Linked DNA regions of Dromaius novaehollandiae: region 2 is linked to region 1. A link is a contact called in public Hi-C data. All regions are on one chromosome and are shown on one strand. The core of a region is the stretch at or near the end of the contact, and the rest is flanking DNA. Distances in the headings are between cores, read along the strand shown. Region 1 overlaps LOC135328012 (a long non-coding RNA gene). Region 2 overlaps LOC112996840 (dystonin).

Region 1 (5,495 bases), core at 1,547-4,046:
AAAAAAAAAAAAAAAAAGAAAAAGCAAGTGGATGCCAAATGTTGTGCCAGACTGAAAGCAATAGATCAAATTGCAAGCTGTGGAGCAATTTTGCAAATCTCAGTATTCAAGGAAGGTATTTAAAATGTCAGTCAGTGAAGTCTTATTATAGATCTTGCCACAAGGTCCACTAGATAATTAGGCAGAACAAACAATTGAATTTTAGCTTTCAACCAAGTATTGCATTATTTTCTGCTCTGTAATGGTAATGGTAACGGTTGTTTCACAGTCTTGAGGTTTTCCTCACAAAGTAATTGTGGGTTCTCAGGATGTCTGTCCCAGGATACACTTGTGTGTGTATATGTAATTTTACTTGTACTTCTTCCTTCTTAGCCTTTCCCTTGACATAATTTTTAACATGTCAAGAAGTAGTTGAAAGGCAAGATATGGACCAAAAGAAGAAACAAACCCAGACCAAAAACTGTTGTAATAACTACAAGAAAAATGCCCTCATTTGCCACTCATGATGCAGTGAAATAGTTTTTGCAGAACAATGGCACACATGACTCTGAATAACCTAAAATTCACTATTAAGTCTATACCACATAGTAAGCAAGATAGCACCCCTTCTCCTGAGTCTACCGCAGATGGCTGATCTGGTTTCCTATGTACAACCATCCACCAGATGGTTCTCTCTTGTAAGATGGTCCACTCTTCTAAGTCTGTGCTACATGTTTCCTCCAACTATCTTGGTAATATCCCGAGCCATACTTCTCCCTGGGGACAGTCTTAAAAAAAACCAAAACTCTCAAACAAGGTTATAGAGTATAGGTTCACCACTGAGATGTAAAATCAGGGGTGCTATATTACGAGATCTTTGAAATAACCTTTTTATTTTTTAAAGTATTAGTAAAGTTTCAGATGCAGACACTTCACTTCAAGATAGATGTGGTCCAGTTGAACAAAGTCCAGAGGCAAGCAAGAAGAATGACGGGGTTTAAAAAATCATGCTCTAGGAGTTGAAGGCACTGGGTTGTTTAGTCTAGAGAAAAGAAGACCAAGGAGAGGTGTGATAGCAGTCTTAAAATATTCTAAAAGATGGTCCAGGGAGGAAGGGAATAAACTGTTCTTTGTTTCAGTGGGGAAAGCGCAAGAAGCAATGGGCTAAAATAGCAGTTAGGGATATTTCTGTTAAACTTCAGGAAAAATTAAATGTTCTAATAGTAAAGAAAGCTAAGTACTGGAGGCTCTTGAAAAGAGGAATGGGAGATGGTAGGATCTGGATCTGGATACAGTCACTGGAATTCTGTAAAATATATGTGAATGCATATATATATGTGTGCGTGTGTTTACATATCTGAATTTTGACTGAAATGATTTAGTTCAACGGTGAGCTGTGGTGAGCCTCTTGTGGAGATGCTAGAGGACAATCATTCTTCCACTGTAATATGAACGGAGCTAGTGAGGAAAAGGCCGAGAATATTGCTTGTCTCATGATAGTTACTCCTCACACACAGTGAGGGACACCCACATTTTGGCAATGCAAGAGAGGGGCTCTAGGGCCTTTGCAAAAGGAGGTAGCTGAAGGCAGGCCTTGGGCTGAAGGTAAGTGTTGCTCTGCGGCTGTGTGGATGCTGCTGGTCAGATATTGCTGTTCAAGCTAGAAATGATCTTGCCTTGAAGCTTGCAAGGTGACTTCGCAAGTCCAGATTCTTTCATTTTCATTTGTTCTCCAAAGATATGACTATGAAGCCAACTAGGAAAAGGCTGTTGCAATGAGCATTATAATTGTCTTATATGCTAATACTTTCCTGTCAGCTTTTGTGTGTTCACTTCAGCACAGATAGCCCTCATTAGCTGAAGCACGCTGTCCTGCTTATGTGTTTTCGTTTGCCAGCCTGTCAGCTTTCACTGATACTCCTTGGGCAGCAAAGATCACTGGGGCAAATCTCCACTGCTTTCCAGGCCCAGGATCCTCGCATCACTGTTTCATACTGAGGACATTTCTCCAGCAGGTACGCTCTTTCAGTACTTGATGTAGTTTTGCTACTTTGCTTACAGTCTGGGCCATCCCGATGTCTCGTTGTCCCAAGAATATCTCATTATAAACTGCCACTTTCTGCAAGAATTATGCTGGAATCTGTACACTCCAGACGGCAGTCAGAGGCTGGCAGAGCTGCTCTAAGGTGAAGCCTATCTGCTTCATTGAATACCAGGAGCTCGTTGCAGTCTTATCAGCTGAGAAGATTAGGATATAAATAATCCATTTGGCAGAGTTAATACAAAATAAGTCTCTGTTGCACAGCACTTGTTTTTCATCCATTTCATCCATCTTCTTAGTTACATTGCCTCACTGCCTCTGGCACCCACTATGTAGTTTCTTTTTCCGAAAGCTCCCTGAGTGACTGCTCTCAGGGGACTATTAGGTTATTGGACTTTCTTTTAAAACTGTATTTGTGCCTTGTACGCACATCGCATATTGAGTGAGTGGAGATCATCTTCACTGGCTGCGCTTTGAAATCGCACACATCTCATAAAGCAGATCTAAGCAGCCTAAGACCTTATATGTCACATAGGGTAGGTACATCCACATCTCTGCTCCATACTCGTAGGTACCTCCTAGCCAAGATCCTTAATTTCTATATCATACCCTTAGGTTGTGTAATCCCTGGAATTTTGCTCTGTAAGCCTCAGGGATCAATACAGATTTAAGGAATGAAGCTTGCTTTCTTTGCTTTCCTCTCGGTCATCAGAGTCTGCCTTGGCCATCTGGCTGCGTGCCTCTATGGCTTTTAGCCTCAGCAAGGGAGCGAGACAAAGGAGCCATTCTGCAGTTCAAATTGCAAGTCTATTCAAAAGCAGTTAGATAGACATCTAGATCTCCCTCCCTGCTTTAGGCTGGGGCAATAATTTAGCACACGTGCCTCCTGCAGCGCTGGCATTGTGTGCCATTTCGCTGCTTGCCATTCCTCAGGGCCTCTGGCTTCTCAGCTTCTCCGTTTCTTGCGTGTACGCACATATTTGTCCCAGCTGTAAGGTGCCTCCCTTCCAGCTATCATTCACTCCCATGCTTGGCAAGCTGCTTTTCTTCTCCCCAGCTGCAGCTTTTGCCACTCCTGCTTATAATTCAGGAAATCTAGTCCATAGCAGGAAGCTGCTGCCCTGACTACTGCATGAGCTCTGGTTGCCTTCCTTGCCTTCTGGTGAGACCTCTCTCTGTCCTTGAACCTGCTGGACCCTCTGGGCCTCTGCCTGCCATAAGGGCGAGCTCTCTTTTTCCGAACAGAACCATGCTATATTGCTTAGTCATCCAAAAAATGCAAGATGTGTCTTATTTGTGCCTTATTTACTATTTGGAGCTTGTCTCTCTGTGAACTGTTTATTAAGACACAGCTGCACCTAGCAAATTTTTTTCAGTGGCCTTAATTTCTCACTGCAGGAAAACAGTATAAATTACCCTTGTACTACCTTTGGTAATACTTTTGTTCTGTTTTGTTTTCTGCAGCCACAGTTATAGGGATAGTTACACATGAGAGACTCTTAGAGGAGATTCTGTATTTGTGTCTGGAAAATCCCAGATAGAAATATAGGTACAGTCCATTATGTCAGGATGATTACATACAATGGTTAATACATACAGAATTTGCTTTATGTGTTCTGGGCCTGCCAGACTTGCTGTGTGCTCCCAGATGAACTTTAAAGCACATGCACACTCAATTTGCTATATCCTGAAGTTAGAGCTGTTGTTCCAACTGAGATACATGTTGTCCCTGAAAGAAATATTGGACAGAATATCAGCCTTGTAAGGGGAAAGCAATGAGTCTCAGTCAGCTTCAGAGGTGGGGCCAAGTTGCTAGGAGAAGAGCAGAGGGGATTACTTCTTTTGCCTGTATTCTTGCATAAAGGGGAGGAAATTTAGGGGTTTAAGGTTGGGAAGGTTTTGGGGAATGAGGCCAGACAACAGCAAAGAAAAGGAGTACCACAATATACAATAGCCTGGTTTCCATTAATGCTCTTCTTGCTGGTGTAAATGTTTTGTCAAGGATGAGCGAGACCTACTGACACTTCAGTGGAACTTGGTGCTAAAAAAGGGCCAGATTTAAGCAAGCAGAGATGGGCTGCCCAGGAGCTAACAGCGGACACTAAAGGAGCCCCAGGGTAAAAGCCAGGGGGAATATGCCGTGAGCAGGATGAGGCGTTTACTCCAGACCAAAGGGGAGGAGCACAAATCTGGAAAGAAAAGATCAGCTCAAGTGTTTGCATTTGGTATCTGACGACCTTGATGAAACAGTTCAGTGCAGGAGGTGCTTTTTGGCTGCTCTAAACCTGGTTATTGTGTGCACTGGGCCACTCCTCTTCTTTGCTATTGTTTCCCTTTTCCGGCTTTGTTCCTTTCAACATCTCCATCTGATCAGGCTCTGTAGCAATTAATACCTTTGTAAACAATCACTGAAGACAGTTCCATATGCTTTAGAAATAATGTCAATGTTTTCTACTTCAGAACAAAGGCTTTGGATGGAACTTGCACTGGTTTTTCTCTTGCTCCTCAGAAAGACTGTGGGACCTTCTAAAAGTGGCATGATCTGTGAAAATTATTCTGTCACTCTGCATACTGTAAAGCAGAGCCATTTTCTTTTGCAAGATTTCCATTCTGGTGCCAGTGTGTGCATTATGAGCATTGTGTTTTCTGTAGTTACATTTACTACAGCACGTCTCAATGAAAATAACATACCAGAGCCACGTGCAAGCATGAAGTAGGACTTACATGTACACGCAGGTACTGTCATGCATTGTAACCAGTCAAGATGTTTATATGCAGTTACATCCTATCTAGGTAAGTATTTCTTAAGGATAGTCATCCAGCTCCAACAGGAAGTTGCTATTTTGTTTTATATTATAATATTTCTACTTTAGGAGTTTATTTACTTATGAATAATTCTGCAGAAAATTCTGCCCTACATCACTGCTTTCCCCTTTCTTCTTTGAAATCCAGCTCTCATTAAGAGAGCTTGTCTCTTGCGTTTTGACTGAACTATAATGAATTTTACCAGCTGTAGAGAATCAGCTGCAAATAATCTGGAGTTTGTTGTATGGGAAAGCTACAGGAAAGCTTCAGTATCTTGCCGCATCCCTCGGCTGTTGTTCTTGCTCTTTGTAGCTTGAACTGCAGTTCTGTTGCCTGACAATTTTCTGTACCTTTACTGTCTGCAGTCTAGTATGTGCAAGTACCAGCAGCTGCCAATACCTTTATAGCAAACTTAATAAAAGCCCCTTCTATTTCTGCCAACTGGTAGATTTGCACAGGCTACTGGGTTCTGAATTTCCCAGGATATAATGGGGAATAATTTCATTGTGTTTTCCCTGTCTTCCATTTTGTGGGGTAGGAAGACTTCTCTAGTGCACCCACTGCATTATTTAAGCATTCCCCGATGTAGACCTGCACTCAGTAACCTGATAGCTCTTTGCTTGAGTTATAATTTAAAACACCGGATTTTGCCAACTCTCACAAAAAAAAT
Region 2 (5,495 bases), core at 1,183-3,682, 100 kb before region 1:
CGTCAGTATTAAACTGTATTTATTTACAATGCAAATATAAAAATTGCTTTCTGTAAATGAAAATCTCCCGTGGAGTTCATCTGAAAGCAGAACCATGACTATCACTTCACAAAGTACACCCAGAAGAGTATAAACAGAAGAAGAATTTGTCTCAATAAAGACGAAATGCACAGAATTCATTCTGTTAATTAATTCATCTTTGCTAGATTTTTTTTCACCCCAAAGTCTGTATGCAATGCATGTATAGATGTGTACTAGCAGGAAATTTCAGTAAATTAGCTCTGTTTAGTTAAGCTGATTCTGCCTTCTGTCTTCAAAAGCAAAACAAAAAAGAATCCTACAGAAGAGACTGAACCAAAACCCCTGTTTTGGATAGCCACATAATGTTAGGATGTTCGCAGCTGGAAAAGTATTGGCAGCTAGTTTCTCTTTGAAAGGGAGAAGTCAAAACTCCAGCAGCTGAATTATTTTATTTCTTGAAACCTTTGCATAATTCTTTGTAATGTCATTAAAAGACATTCTTTTCCTCTTAGCAAAAAATACATGGAACTGTTACAGCTTTCATCAGTGTCTGGTTCATTAGGTTTTGGCTTTTGCTTCTGGAGTGCTAGATCTAGCTGTTAAAGAGGCTGCCTCCTGAAGAGGCTAGCCTGGCTATTCCTGCCGATGAGCTTGAACTAAGATTTTAATTGGCCTATGTCAGTTGTGTAGCACTTGTCCTCTGCTTTTCGCTCTCAAGGTGGATAATGCTGAAAAAATAATTTGAGGTTTCTCTTTATGTCAAGTAAGAAACAAAAAGTGTAGGATTTCCCATGCAGTGATGTACAAACACTGTAATAAGATGTTAACTTTGCACAGGATTTCCTACAATTAGGATCTGTGGTAAAAAGCAAAAATAGAAAAAGGAATTGTTTTAATTTTTCTTAAAACAATTGCTTGAGAAAGTGACTGTGCCATACAAAAGCCTTCAGTGGATCTGATGAAAAATGATGAAATATTTTTATAATATTACTAAAATCATTTTACTATTGGAAAACCAAAATATGGACCAATTTCAGTTATATACTGACCTTATAAAACGGTACAGCAGCCTCTGAATTCAGTGAGGATCTGCTTGTTGTTGTTTGGGGTGAGAAGATGACTGGACCTCAAAAAATGTCTTACACATCTTTACCATTACAATCTGTATTCTCCATTATAGTCTATATTCTCAATTAGAGAAACCAGAGGTGACTGTTTCTTTGGCCTAATTTTAATACATAATGGTTGTAATTTTTATGGAAGCCTTATTTCAAGTAATAACTATACTCACTGGAGGAGGAAAAATACGTGAGTGCAGGAAGAGAGATTTTGTCTCATGTCACTTTAATATTTTGATAATAGCCTATTGCATATTAAATAAATGAATAAACAGAAGGTGTGCGTTGTTTGTATTTCTCGAGTGAAGTGTATCCTGCTTAACTCAGAAAGCTTCAGCTGATTGCAGTTAATACCCTATGTTAAGTTTTAACACTCAGTGCCATGTGCTGTCCTTAAACTGAGGTCTGAACTGTCACTAAAACTGATACCTCCCATCACAGGCAGCAGAAGGTCTCTGGTCAAGAAGGATATGAAGATTTATGCTGGTGAGGTGGCAGCTTGGTCATGACTGCTTCCCCACATGCTATTGGTGAATTATTTGTGCGTCTCCCAGCTTTCACTTACATAATCATTAGCTGGAAGATTGGCACAAAATTTTGAACACCATTTAAAGGGTTTAAAAATCCAGAACTAGATTCTTTGTCCCATTATGCTGTTTTTTGCTGCTCTAATTCCTTTAAAAATCAGCATCCAAATATGTATATTCACTTTTTTCAAACATCATCTTTATTCTTTCAGTAAAAACTGTGGGAGAAGGGGTTGTTCGGCTCTATAATGCTGCTTGTGTTGTGGCTGCCATGTCAGACAATGCTACAGTAAGCTATTGTCTAAACGCCAGAAAGTGAAAAGGAGTAGCAGCGAAGCTAGAATTGGGTGCATCTCTGTGCATTTTAAATTAAGTATTCAACAACAAGTATTGAAGCAATTCATTAAAGACAAACTGAGGAATATGAAAAAAATCCTAGCAATAATGCACACACAAACATTCAATGTAACTTTTTGTTTGCAAGTGTTCCTTTAAATGATGATTTAGCAGACTGAGTGATTAAATGCAGACCGCGGTTAAAAGCAATGTGCGCTTTCCCCAGGATCCTGTGAAAAGTAAGATTTCTGTTAATTCTGTCAGCATGTGGCTCTAGCTTCTTTTCAAGCAACGAAGCAAAGCAGTGCTCTTTTCGGCTCTTTAAAATACTGCTACGGCTTGAGTGGCGTCGCCTTCCCTAGCCAAGCCAGGCGTTGCCGGTGTGGGCAATCTCTGCTAATTAGGAGGGTTTCCTTGCGCGGCTGCCCGAGCCGGCCGCCCCGCGACGAAAGAATGCGCTGAGGTTTACATGATGTCACCGGCCGCCGCCACACCTCCCACCGCCGCCGCGGCCGGCCTCCCGCGCCAGGCAAATGGCAGAAGTGAAAAGATGACCGAGAAGTTAAGTCACGGGGGAGGCAGAGAGCGTAACGGAGGGAGCGCGAAGAGGTCGGGCACCTACTAACGCGCTGGCAGAGTGCTGCTCTGAGGACGAATGGGGCAGTAGCAGATGTTGCCTCAAGAATAAAAAAGGGCGTTTCTTCAGGCTCGGCGTTGGGAGGATGCCTGTCAGTTCGTAAGAAACCAGGGAGAGCTGGAAAGCTTATCGGCTTCGCTGGATGGTACACGCGAGCGATCGTGGTGGGATTGCCTTTTTTTGCCTCCTTCTCCACAGCTGCACTTCCAAACGAAGAGGAAGCCGTGAGCGCAGCCTGCTAGCTTCAGTTTGTAGCCAGAACTCAGCTGAATTTAAGCTGAATGTAAATCTACTGTGCCTTTGGGGGGGGGGAACGCTGTAGTTGTTCTGCTCTGCAGTTGCCTTAAACAGGGTAACAACTCTCCAGGATGGGATTTGGAAAAGCAGTCTAAAAAACTTGAGTTTCTAACTGTCTGTTGAGAGGCTTTTTTGGCTGCATTGGCTTGGCTGCTAGAAAATCATGTTTTCCTATGGAACTTGTGAATGCACCACAGAAAAGCTTGGTACAGGAGGAGACTAACCGGCCTTTTTCAGATCAAGGTTATTTTATAGCTACTGCCAAAAAAGTAAAGGACTGTTTTATTATTCTTACTCTTCTGGATTTAACTTATTTTTCCCCAAAGATTTTCTCTGTGCCTTGGTCCGAACTGTACACAGTCACTGTGGGCTCTGTCTTTTTAAGCTTCTGCACCATGTTTTATTTATAAAGGAGATGGGATTCTGCAAACTGTTTAAATGGATTACAGTTAATCTGTCACCTACAGAGGATAATGTGCTGCCTTCTGTAATGCTCGTTCATTCAGGAGGCTTAATCTGGAGATTCAAGATACAAATTGTGACCTGCAAAAAGAAACGGAACGTTCCCCGGAGGGTCTGAAGTATTTGAGCCACTGCTGGGTTTTGCTGTACTTTGCTTTTCTGTGATATTGGAAGATTTCTGTTCCTTTCTTACTGAAGCACTTTATATTTTAGAAAAAAAAATCAAGTCACATCCAGGTAAAGCTGCATTTACACTGATGCACTGATTATGACCTTAACCACCTCATAAATTATGGTGTACATTTTGTATATATGCATCTTACGCTAAACGCGAGTTTACTATAGTTCTTCAGACTGATGGGATTTTGAAAACGTTTCACTGAGAGCGATGAAAGTGGAGGCAGGGTAGCCTGTTTGTGTAAACACCTTCAAGATGGGGAAGCCGCTTAGCCGGCCAGACTGTTTACGTCAGAATCCTCCATGTGTAGGCAAGGGGGAAGAGGACGAAGACCTAAACATTGAAGACTGTTACGTTCCCCAAAGGTCGATCTACGACACGGTGAGGCTGAATGAACAGATCGACTCTGGGTCCAAAGGCAGCCTCTCCTCGAGGCACTTCAGCGACCGGACTTTGCCCTACAGCCATCGGACGCTGGACATGGGCACGCTGTGCTCCAACGGCGCCCTCACGTCGTCCAGCGTTTTCGAGCTCCGGAGCCGGGAGGCTAACAAGTTAGACGAAAAGATGATCTTTGATGCGCTCAAGCTGAACAGTGATATAATTCGGACCTCTGGATTACCCAAAGCAAAGTCTCACACCGAAAAGAAAGAGCACAGGCGCTCGTGGAGAATGTTTGTGCCGCCCAATTTCTCTGATTATGCAAATAAAAGCGAATGCTCCTTTGTTGAAAATCCCGATATATCGGATATCGCTAAATCAGGCAAATGCAAATGGGGTACAAATTCTCTTACCTCCGAGGAGGATGATTCTGGTCTGTGCAGCCCTCCGACCGAAAGGGAAGAAAAACAAGATACGCTCTTAGCAGGGGAGCAAATGCAGATAAGAAGTTTGTCTTCTGCAGAAGACATGCAGGCAGCAGGGCAGTTCAGACCATTTTTCCCTGCCCTGTGCAGAGAAGAGCAAACCCCTCTGCTTGCGGGCAGCAGTGGCCCTGTCAGAGAAAGCTGCAGCTTGGCTTTGCGTGACCTGCTCCCCCCTGGGAAAGCAGAACAAAGCAGTCCCCCGCAACGCAAAAGCGAGCAGGAGGAGACTGGCGGGAAGCACTCTCACTTACCAAGCTTGCAAGAGAAAGCTCTCACACATGGAGATCCTCTTCGGGGTGATGGAAAAAGTATTTCCTTCCACAAAAAGGAAGTGGAAAAATTGTATGAAGTCGATGAAAAAATTAAAACACGAGTCACAACAACAGAAGGGGATTACGTGGACAATGCACCTCAGCACGTAGACATCTATTATGCAAATGTTGCTGTAAATACTAGTGACATAGATTTATCAAAATATGAGATTTTCTCTGATCCAGAGGAATCCAGTGTGGCACATACAGACTCAAATGAAATGGTATTTTCTGTTCAACAGCTTGAATTAGGTAATACTGTTAACTGTCCAAAAGCTATCCCAGGGAGAAGTAAAGGCAATAATACCTGGACTACTGGTGTCCAGATAGAAACCTTGGATACAGTCTGCAATGGCCTGTTGTCTAACAAGGTAATTAAAAAAAAAATCCAGAGATCTGTGAAATGCTGTAAAGCAGACTTAAATGTACTTGATAAAGTTTTGTTTAACTTTACAGTTTTGTTATTGTCACAAAAAATTTTATATATTTTTCATTCATTCAGCAGCTGTGGTAATCAGTGTCATTTGCATCGCACACACAAGGTGTCCAAAGTAGGCGAGATGGCCACTTTCGAAAATGAATTAGGGGCAATTTCTGACAGGGGTGATTACTTCCAGCTGCTTGGTGCATGGTTATTTATTGTCCAGATGGTGGCTGTTACTCTTGATTTGGAACGGCTCCACTGTGCATTGATGTTCGTGTTGGGTTTTCACCCTCGCTGTGGCTAAAGGCAATGCCATCC

Evidence for each region. A called contact is a pair of places that touch in the nucleus more often than the background predicts.
Region 2: a contact with region 1 is called in a Hi-C map of ovary, with 3 times the contacts expected there. The contact joins two enhancer-like sites. A contact is called at or near these places in 2 of 4 Hi-C or Micro-C datasets (brain and ovary).

The regions. Positions count from the first base shown.
Region 1 is chr3:27,888,967-27,894,461 of bDroNov1.hap1, reverse strand. LOC135328012 (a long non-coding RNA gene) reads left to right here. Exons shown (of 3, transcript XR_010388734.1): 3 at 1,877-1,995. Among named protein-coding and RNA genes, the nearest start is that of COL21A1, 50 kb to the right of the region's middle. Within about 2 kb of position 2,796, at least 1 of the 2 cell types and tissues checked has open chromatin away from gene starts, as enhancers often do.
Region 2 is chr3:27,989,853-27,995,347 of bDroNov1.hap1, reverse strand. The region is part of intron 55 of LOC112996840 (dystonin); the gene reads left to right. Among named protein-coding and RNA genes, the nearest start is that of COL21A1, 150 kb to the right of the region's middle. Within about 2 kb of position 2,432, at least 2 of the 2 cell types and tissues checked have open chromatin away from gene starts, as enhancers often do.